Linked DNA regions of Mus musculus: region 2 is linked to region 1. Evidence: chromatin contacts called from public promoter capture Hi-C data. All regions are on one chromosome and are shown on one strand. Each heading gives the region's core, a stretch centred on a gene start, on an enhancer-like site or on the middle of the called end of the contact. The rest is flanking DNA. Distances are from core to core; before and after follow the strand shown.

Evidence for each region. Capture Hi-C pulls out chosen DNA fragments and counts their contacts.
Region 2: a promoter capture Hi-C map of liver shows a contact between it and region 1. The contact joins two enhancer-like sites. A contact is called at or near these places in 4 of 39 promoter capture datasets (the C10 cell line, embryonic stem cells and macrophages), 4 of 484 Hi-C or Micro-C datasets (the CH12 cell line, bone marrow-derived macrophages, cardiomyocytes and 1 more), 20 of 115 datasets of contacts at active chromatin or transcription factors (the 230-238 cell line, CD8 T cells, the HPC-7 cell line and 11 more) and 4 of 9 other capture datasets (adipose tissue, liver, macrophages and 1 more).

What each region holds. Positions count from the first base shown.
Region 1 is chr16:91,383,903-91,387,492 of GRCm38.p6, forward strand. It overlaps Ifnar2 (interferon (alpha and beta) receptor 2), which reads left to right. Exons shown (of 9, transcript NM_010509.2): 2 at 1-51; 3 at 1,081-1,122; 4 at 2,040-2,163. Among named protein-coding and RNA genes, the nearest start is that of Gm36587, 6.4 kb to the left of the region's middle. Within about 2 kb of position 1,904, at least 44 of the 459 cell types and tissues checked have an H3K27ac peak or open chromatin away from gene starts, as enhancers often do. A contact at or near this core is called in bone marrow-derived macrophages, liver and microglia, where this site is marked.
Region 2 is chr16:91,560,171-91,563,760 of GRCm38.p6, forward strand. It overlaps Ifngr2 (interferon gamma receptor 2), which reads left to right. Exons shown (of 7, transcript NM_008338.4): 5 at 375-534; 6 at 1,450-1,607; 7 at 2,701-3,590. The coding sequence ends at 2,835. Among named protein-coding and RNA genes, the nearest start is that of Ifngr2, 15 kb to the left of the region's middle. Within about 2 kb of position 1,846, at least 41 of the 459 cell types and tissues checked have an H3K27ac peak or open chromatin away from gene starts, as enhancers often do. A contact at or near this core is called in bone marrow-derived macrophages, liver and microglia, where this site is marked.

The sequences.
Region 1 (3,590 bases), core at 654-3,153:
GTTCACGGTGCACCGTCTCTGCCGTCGGTCTCCTCAGCTTGTGTCTTGTGGGTAAGGGCTACTTCTCAGCACAGCCCTTAGAGGAGAAAGCCTCTGTTTCTGTCATCACAGAGAGCCCTGGTGTGGAGCAGCACACTGATGTCCATATCTGGAGAACCCAGATCAGCACGGCCAGCATCAGGCACCCCACGGGGGTCTTCCCCTTCATTTTAGCTAAGCCAGAATAATATAGGCTACAGCCATATTCAGGAAACGGCCTTGTTTATAATTCAAAGGGTTGCGGCTCTGCACACCCTGAATCTCACGCCCGGTGGCGTTTAGAAGGTGGCCATCCCTTTATCTCTTCCCATATAAACTAACTTGAAAAATCCATCCCTACACATTGATTTATACTCTTCCTTTCTTTTTAGCCCTTATCTTTTCTATATCTGTATTTCTTCACGTCCTTTCTGTTCCTTCCTCTGAACTGTTTGAATTCCACAATGTCATCTCTCCCATTCATTGTCCTCAGCGGATCCAGGAGTATGACAAATGTCTCAGTGTGGACATCCACAGTTAATGTGTCCCGCCTATGGTTTCTAAAAAATACCAGGAACTCTACTCCCTGTAAGTCACTGCAAGATCAGGAAACAAATGACCCCTCTTGCCCATCCCTACTCTAAGGGACGACACTCACTAACTCCAATCACAAATACCCTCTCTTCATCTGCCACTCTTGTTAAATATCTTTACTTTAAATGTATTAATTAACAGCGTGCTTATTTCTGTTCCGAGAAATGTGTCACATAGACAGCCACTTCTCAGACACTCTCTCAACCCTTCCAACCCCTGCCGTTTGTGTCAAGTCCCAGCGGCCTCACTTTACATCCGCCCCGATTGCCACCTTCAGATGGCACACGTGTCATGTCGGCCATACCACATTACCCAAGAGCATCCATACTCTCCACAGGATTTTTGTTAGCACAAGAAAATCTCAACCCTTAAGTAGCACATGTATGTCATAGAGCCTTACATTTAGAGTAATGTTGACAGTCTGGGCCCGTAACAAGCCCTGTTGTAATCTGTTGTGCTTCCTTCTAGTGTCTGCGAGCCTAGAGACTATCACACCGTCTGCTTTTGATGGTAAGAACTGTTCTGAGCTTGACTGAATTTAATGTAAGGGTCAAAGTATCTGGCTAACAGGCAGGAAAGGGGGGGGGGAGTTTGATTTCTGACCCCAGATATGCTGACCAGTTTATTGGAATCCTTTCTAGGTAGAGGAGCTAAGGGTGTTTTTCATTATTTGTGCTCTAAACTATTATAAGAGGGAACAAAAACAAAAACAAAAACAAAAACAAAAAAAGCACTAGTGATTATTAGGAGGCCCTCTTAAAGGCACACTGAAGCTTTTCAGCTCACTAAGAAAAGGATGAAGAAAACAGAACAGGGTCCAGACGAATGTCTCTTTAATTTCCAATCGTCTACAGATTAGTTTCAGGCAAAGGAAAATAAATTTCTTCAACTGAAATTTGTTCTCCTTTGTGTGATGAGGGGAATAAAAATGCAGTGGGGATTTGAGATCAAGGGTGGGAAGGAGGGGGGTGGGGAGGGAAGGATAATGGGGAGAGACTTCAGGAGGGAGGGAGACAGAAAAGGGAGAGTGTGGGGGAGAGAGAGAAAGAGGGACAGTTGGGGAGGGAGGGAGGAATGAGGGGGAGAGGGGTGGGTGGCACAGCAGTTTATGGGCCAGTTGAGAGAGGAATATTTTGAATCCGTGAACTCAAAACAGTTCAGAGAAGCCCTTTGTCCTGTGTTTACAGGGTGCCGAGTTCCCATTTGTTAGTTTTCCTGCCCTGATAATAAGTTGTCACTAATCAACTGAATTGCTTCACTTCCCGTGTCCAGTGGACTTCCTGCTTGGTCTAAGTGCCAGAATGCTTCCACTAGGGCTTGCCTGTGAGCCGTGTGTGTCCGAGCTCCTAAGGGAGTGCCACCCTAGTTCCAAATCTCATCGTTTCTTCTCATCGTTTCTTCTCATCGTTGCCTCCTGTTCTTTCTAGGGTATCCAGATGAACCTTGCACTATAAACATAACAATACGAAATTCCCGGCTAATTTTATCCTGGGAATTAGAGAACAAGTCTGGCCCACCCGCTAACTACACCCTCTGGTACACAGTCATGAGGTCAGTTGGCGTGGCCTTTTTGTGTTTTTTGTTTTTTCTCTCTCTCTCACTGAGTATGTTACCTCTCCTCCATTGCATGGTTTCTCCCCTCGCTAGGCATACTTCCTGCCCCAGAACTTTTTAGGTTAACTTACATGTTTTGGGGAGGGGTGTGTGTGTGTGTGTGTGTGTGTGTGTGTGTGTGTGTGTGTGTTGACACTGGAAGTTCCTCAATCACTCTCTGCCTTATTTTTTGACACAGTCTCTCTCACTGGGCTTGAGTTTTTTGCTAGGTTATCTGGCCAGCCATCTTTCCAGTTCTCTGTCTTGTTGGGGTTTTTTGTTTGTTTGTTTGTTTTGTTTTGTTTTGTTTTTTTTGTTTTCTGACTCATAAAAGGCCAAAGTCAAAACACCTATCCTTTCCTAATTAATTTAAATTCTTCTGTAGCCCAAAGCTATTGCAGCAGGAGCCAAGCTTGTGTTTATAAGCCAAATCCTGGCAGTTTGCAGTTTGCACAGTGATTCCTCCGAGGTCACTCTAGAGTTTACAAGTCCGAATTTCCATCAGGCTCAAGGTCTCGTGACCATATTGGTGGTTTATGTCCCTGTTTCTTTACTCATGGAGACAAGGTATACTCCAGAAAGCCCTACTTGGCAAGCTTGGGTCCAAAGCCACTAGATCACTGGACTGCTTAATATTTAGCCCAGAGTTTTTGTCTTTGCCTAAACATTGCTATGGGGATAAGGATGGAATTGGCAGGGACCACCTTGGCCCTCCTCTGCCCACAAACAACAGCCGCTTTCCGAAGTCCTTGCTTTTCTCAGTAGCTCTTTGGAGAGAGTGTATCTATGATGTAAGTCCTGTAGCCCTGGCCCGAAACTGTCTATTCTCTTGTATATCATAACTCCAACGGTTATACCAGCCAGGAGAAAGCATGAGTGTCTTGTGACTTTGCCTTCCTCCTGCAAAACTCACATTTCCTCTGCTGATGATCACACATATCGCTAGCTTGCGCGTTCTGGTTTCATCTCTGTGGTTGTGATAAAATACTCTGGCCAAAAGGAACTTGGGAAGCAACGGGTGGTTGTCGAGGGAACTCAAGGCAGGAGTTTCAGGTATCCCATCAGTCCTGAGCAGAGAGAGGATACATGCTGGGCTCCCTTGCTTGCAAACTACCCAGCTAGCTTTCCATCATTACACAATCCAATGCCCAACCCACAGAAGGCTGCCAGCCACCCTACAGTTAACCATGGAGATGGTCACCTGCAGACATGCCCACAGGCGAACCTAGATAATCCTTCAACCCTGGGTTCTCTTCTATCTCCTGTTGACAGTTGGAACTAACTAGCACACTCCCTTACTTTCCCAAGCTTGGTGAATCAGCTGTCCCTGATGTCCCTAAATGAACAGAATTCTGACTTAAGATGTAAGGCTATGTGACCTTCAG
Region 2 (3,590 bases), core at 596-3,095, 180 kb after region 1:
GTTTTTTTTTTTTTTTCATTAAGCCTCATGAGGTGTCCAGAACGTCACAAATCTTAATTTCTAGTATAGAAATTTCTCCTGTAAAACTAAAGCCTCGGGCTGGGGAGATGGTTCGGTGGGCACAGCGTTTGCTATGTGATCCCAAGAAGCTGAGTTCACTCCCTCCGCACCTCTGTAAAGTCCGGCATGTTGGTGTTCTATCTCTTATCTCCGTTATTTACAGCCCCTCAGTCTTGTTACCATTTGGTTGTGTTCACTGTGGATTTGAGGAGTCACTAGAAAAGCTAGAAGCTGCATGGCCCCATCTGTCCCTCTGCTTGTCTGTCTGTCTGTCTGTCCGTCTGACCTGTGTGGCTCTGGTGCTGTCTACACAGGTTGAAGGCCCTTTCAAGAGCAACTCCATTGTGCTGGGCAATCTGAAGCCATACAGAGTATATTGTTTACAAACTGAGGCACAACTGATTTTGAAAAACAAAAAAATCCGACCACATGGGCTCTTGAGCAATGTATCCTGTCACGAAACAACAGCAAATGGTAGGACATACCTTCATGTATCCATTACCTGCTGCAAAAAAGGCTTCTCCTGAAGTGGTTAGGATGGCATGCTGTGGCATGTGGCTGGTGGTCGGAGAAGAGACCGGAAGTGCTTACCCGACAGGAGAATTATATTGAGGTCTCAGCAGCAATGGCTGTGTGACTAGGCTGAGCAGCAGCCACAACGCCTGGGACCAGGAGTATGTCAGATTTGTGGTCGTCTTGTTTCAGATTTTAAAATGTTTGCATATATATATAAAATGAGGTGTCTTAGGGATGAATCCTAAATCTGACCATAAAATTCCCTTATGTTTTCATAGACACCTTGCATGCATAGCCTGAAGGAGGCTTTATATAATATTTTTAGTACACTGGTATAGAATTTTTTATTGCATTTTTTGCTTACTTAAGTGGGGGGTTTGTGTGCATGTGTGTGTGTGTGTGTGTGTGTGTGCACGCGTGTGTGTGGGAGCGTGCATGCATACATGTCATGTGAGTACACTTGAGTGGCCGTCAGAGGACACTCTGTGGTATTGTGACAGGATAGAGGACGTTCACACTGCCCTCTGCTGTCACACATGGGTCTTCAGGACAAAATGCAGGCCTGTCGGTCTTAGAGGCAGGCAACTTCATTTGCTGAACCATCTCACCGCTCCAATTGCACCGGGGCCCATCAGGTGAATTTGGATGTGGAATTTTCCATTTGTGGTATTATGACAGGGCAGTTTTTGATTTTTGAATAGAAATTTTCAGGTTTTACATGTTCAGGTCAAAATTATTAGTTTAAGCGCATATTGAGGCAAGGGGGTAGAGAGGGCCTGTGGGTCTTCCTGGGACGAGAAAACGGCCCAGCAGTGGGAGATGGGGCGTGGACTGCTGCTGGCGGCTTGCTCACTTCTGTGTCATCTTCTTTAGCCTCCGCCAGGCTGCAGCAAGTCATCCTGATTCCGTTGGGCATCTTCGCATTGCTGCTCGGCCTGACGGGCGCCTGCTTCACCCTGTTCCTCAAATACCAAAGCCGAGTGAAGTACTGGTTTCAGGCTCCGCCAAACATCCCGGAACAAATCGAAGAGGTCAGTGCGCAGATGCGCGAGTGACCCGCTGTGGCCCCGCCCCCTCGTGGTAGGCGAGAATGGACACCCCGTGCCGTCCTCTGCCCCCCCCGCCCCCGTGCGTGGGCACATGCCCACCCACATACGTTCACACAGAATAACTAAGTAGTAAAATGGCTGTTGGGTTAGGTCAGAGTCTATATAACACGTGGCTCGTGGTGATGGGTTAAAGGTTTCCCTTGTTGACACTGCCAAAGAGTAACAGTTCCCGATGGCCCTTGAGCTTTCACTGGGCTCGTCCTGACTCTCAGGTACAGCCCTCAGAGGAACTGAGCCTGGGCCACCACAGTTGTTTCTCTGGGGCAGAAATCTAAGGTTTTGCTGTACTTTCTTGGGAAAGTGTGAAGAACTGCCAGAGGCTGCTGACGTTACTTGAGAGTAGAGATTGGTTTCCGCTTCTGTGTCTGAGGTTTCACATGGCACGCACATGACTTCTGTTCCTCTTTCCATTGGCCGATAGCACTTCTAAGAGCTGCGGATGGAGCCCTGGAATCCTGGGGGGTTTATAGCCAAGAGCAAAAGGGAAAGAAAGTTCAGGGCTGTGAGACCCCTCTTCACTGTGAGGATCCTAGCCCCACCCAGATGCGTCCAGGGTTGTGTGCAGGTGGAAGGAGGGGCTAGAGTTTAGGGACGTTCCCTGCTTTATCCTGCCACAGCTGGGCACAGTGGGGATTCCCACTTTTCCTGAGTTCTGCCCTTCCCAGCTTTCATCAGATGAACAGAGGATGGAGCCCAGGCCCTTGTACTTTCTAGACAAGCGCTCTTGCTCTGAGCTACACCTGGGCCTGCGCCATTACAGAGATGAGGGCTGAAGAGGCAGGCACGTGCTGGAAATCAGGGCTGAGCATGAGTTAGCAGCAGTGTGCCCTTACCGTGTGCCAGGCCTGGGCTTGACCCCTAGGGTCACAACAGTTAACAATGACGATTGGTGGTGGTATCACTTCATTGATGGACAAAGTGGAGTTGTACCTGATTATAATATGACTACATCAACTACAAGTAGGGACATTGTATCGGACTGTCTGTAACTGGCTGGCCTTCTATCCTTTTCTAGTATCTAAAGGACCCAGACCAATTCATCTTAGAGGTCTTGGACAAGGACGGTTCACCGAAGGAGGACTCCTGGGACTCCGTGTCAATTATTTCTTCTCCAGAAAAGGAGCGAGATGATGTGCTCCAAACACCGTGAACCAGGCCAGGGTCTCTGCTTGCCCAGGAGGGCAGCGATCAGTGCACCCGAGAGAGATCCCCAGGGCCCCAGGACTGGGGAAGATGGTGTAGTGTTTGTTCTTTATGAGTTTTCTGGATGCTACAAGTATTTAAAAGGATTCCACAGAAAGATATCTCAGAAACAAAACAAAAACAAAAACAAACCAAGCGCTTCTCTTAAACACTAAAAAGACAACTGCTCATTACTGGCAACGTGGCGGCAAACCTGTGTGTGGTGCTTTCTCCAGTGTTAGCTGCCCCTGCTGTCAGAAGACTGGGTCCTTCCTTGCCTTCACTCTGGAAAATGAGTTGTCCCAGCCAACCCTGCCTGTCACAAAGAGGGGCCCTTAGTGTCCCCTTCATGTCCAATGTGATGGCTTAAATGTGAGACCCCTGGGCTCGGTGCTTGCCTAGCACGTACACGCCCCACCCACCCCAGCACCTCACTCACAGAGAGGTGATTAATCTTGTAAATAATGTCCTGGTAATTTAAGTCTTTTTTTTTTTTTTTTAATCTAGAGATAAAAGATTGTATGTTAAACTTTTTTTTTTTTTAAGTCTATCTGCCGGGTGGTGGTGGTGCACACCTTTACTCCTGGCACTTGGGAGGCAGAGGCAGGAGGATCTCTGTGAGTTCGAGGCCAGCCTGGTCTAGAGTCCTGGTCTAGGACAGCCAAGGCTACACAGAGAAACCCTGTCTGGTAAACAAAACAGGAAAAAGAAGTGCACGTGTTT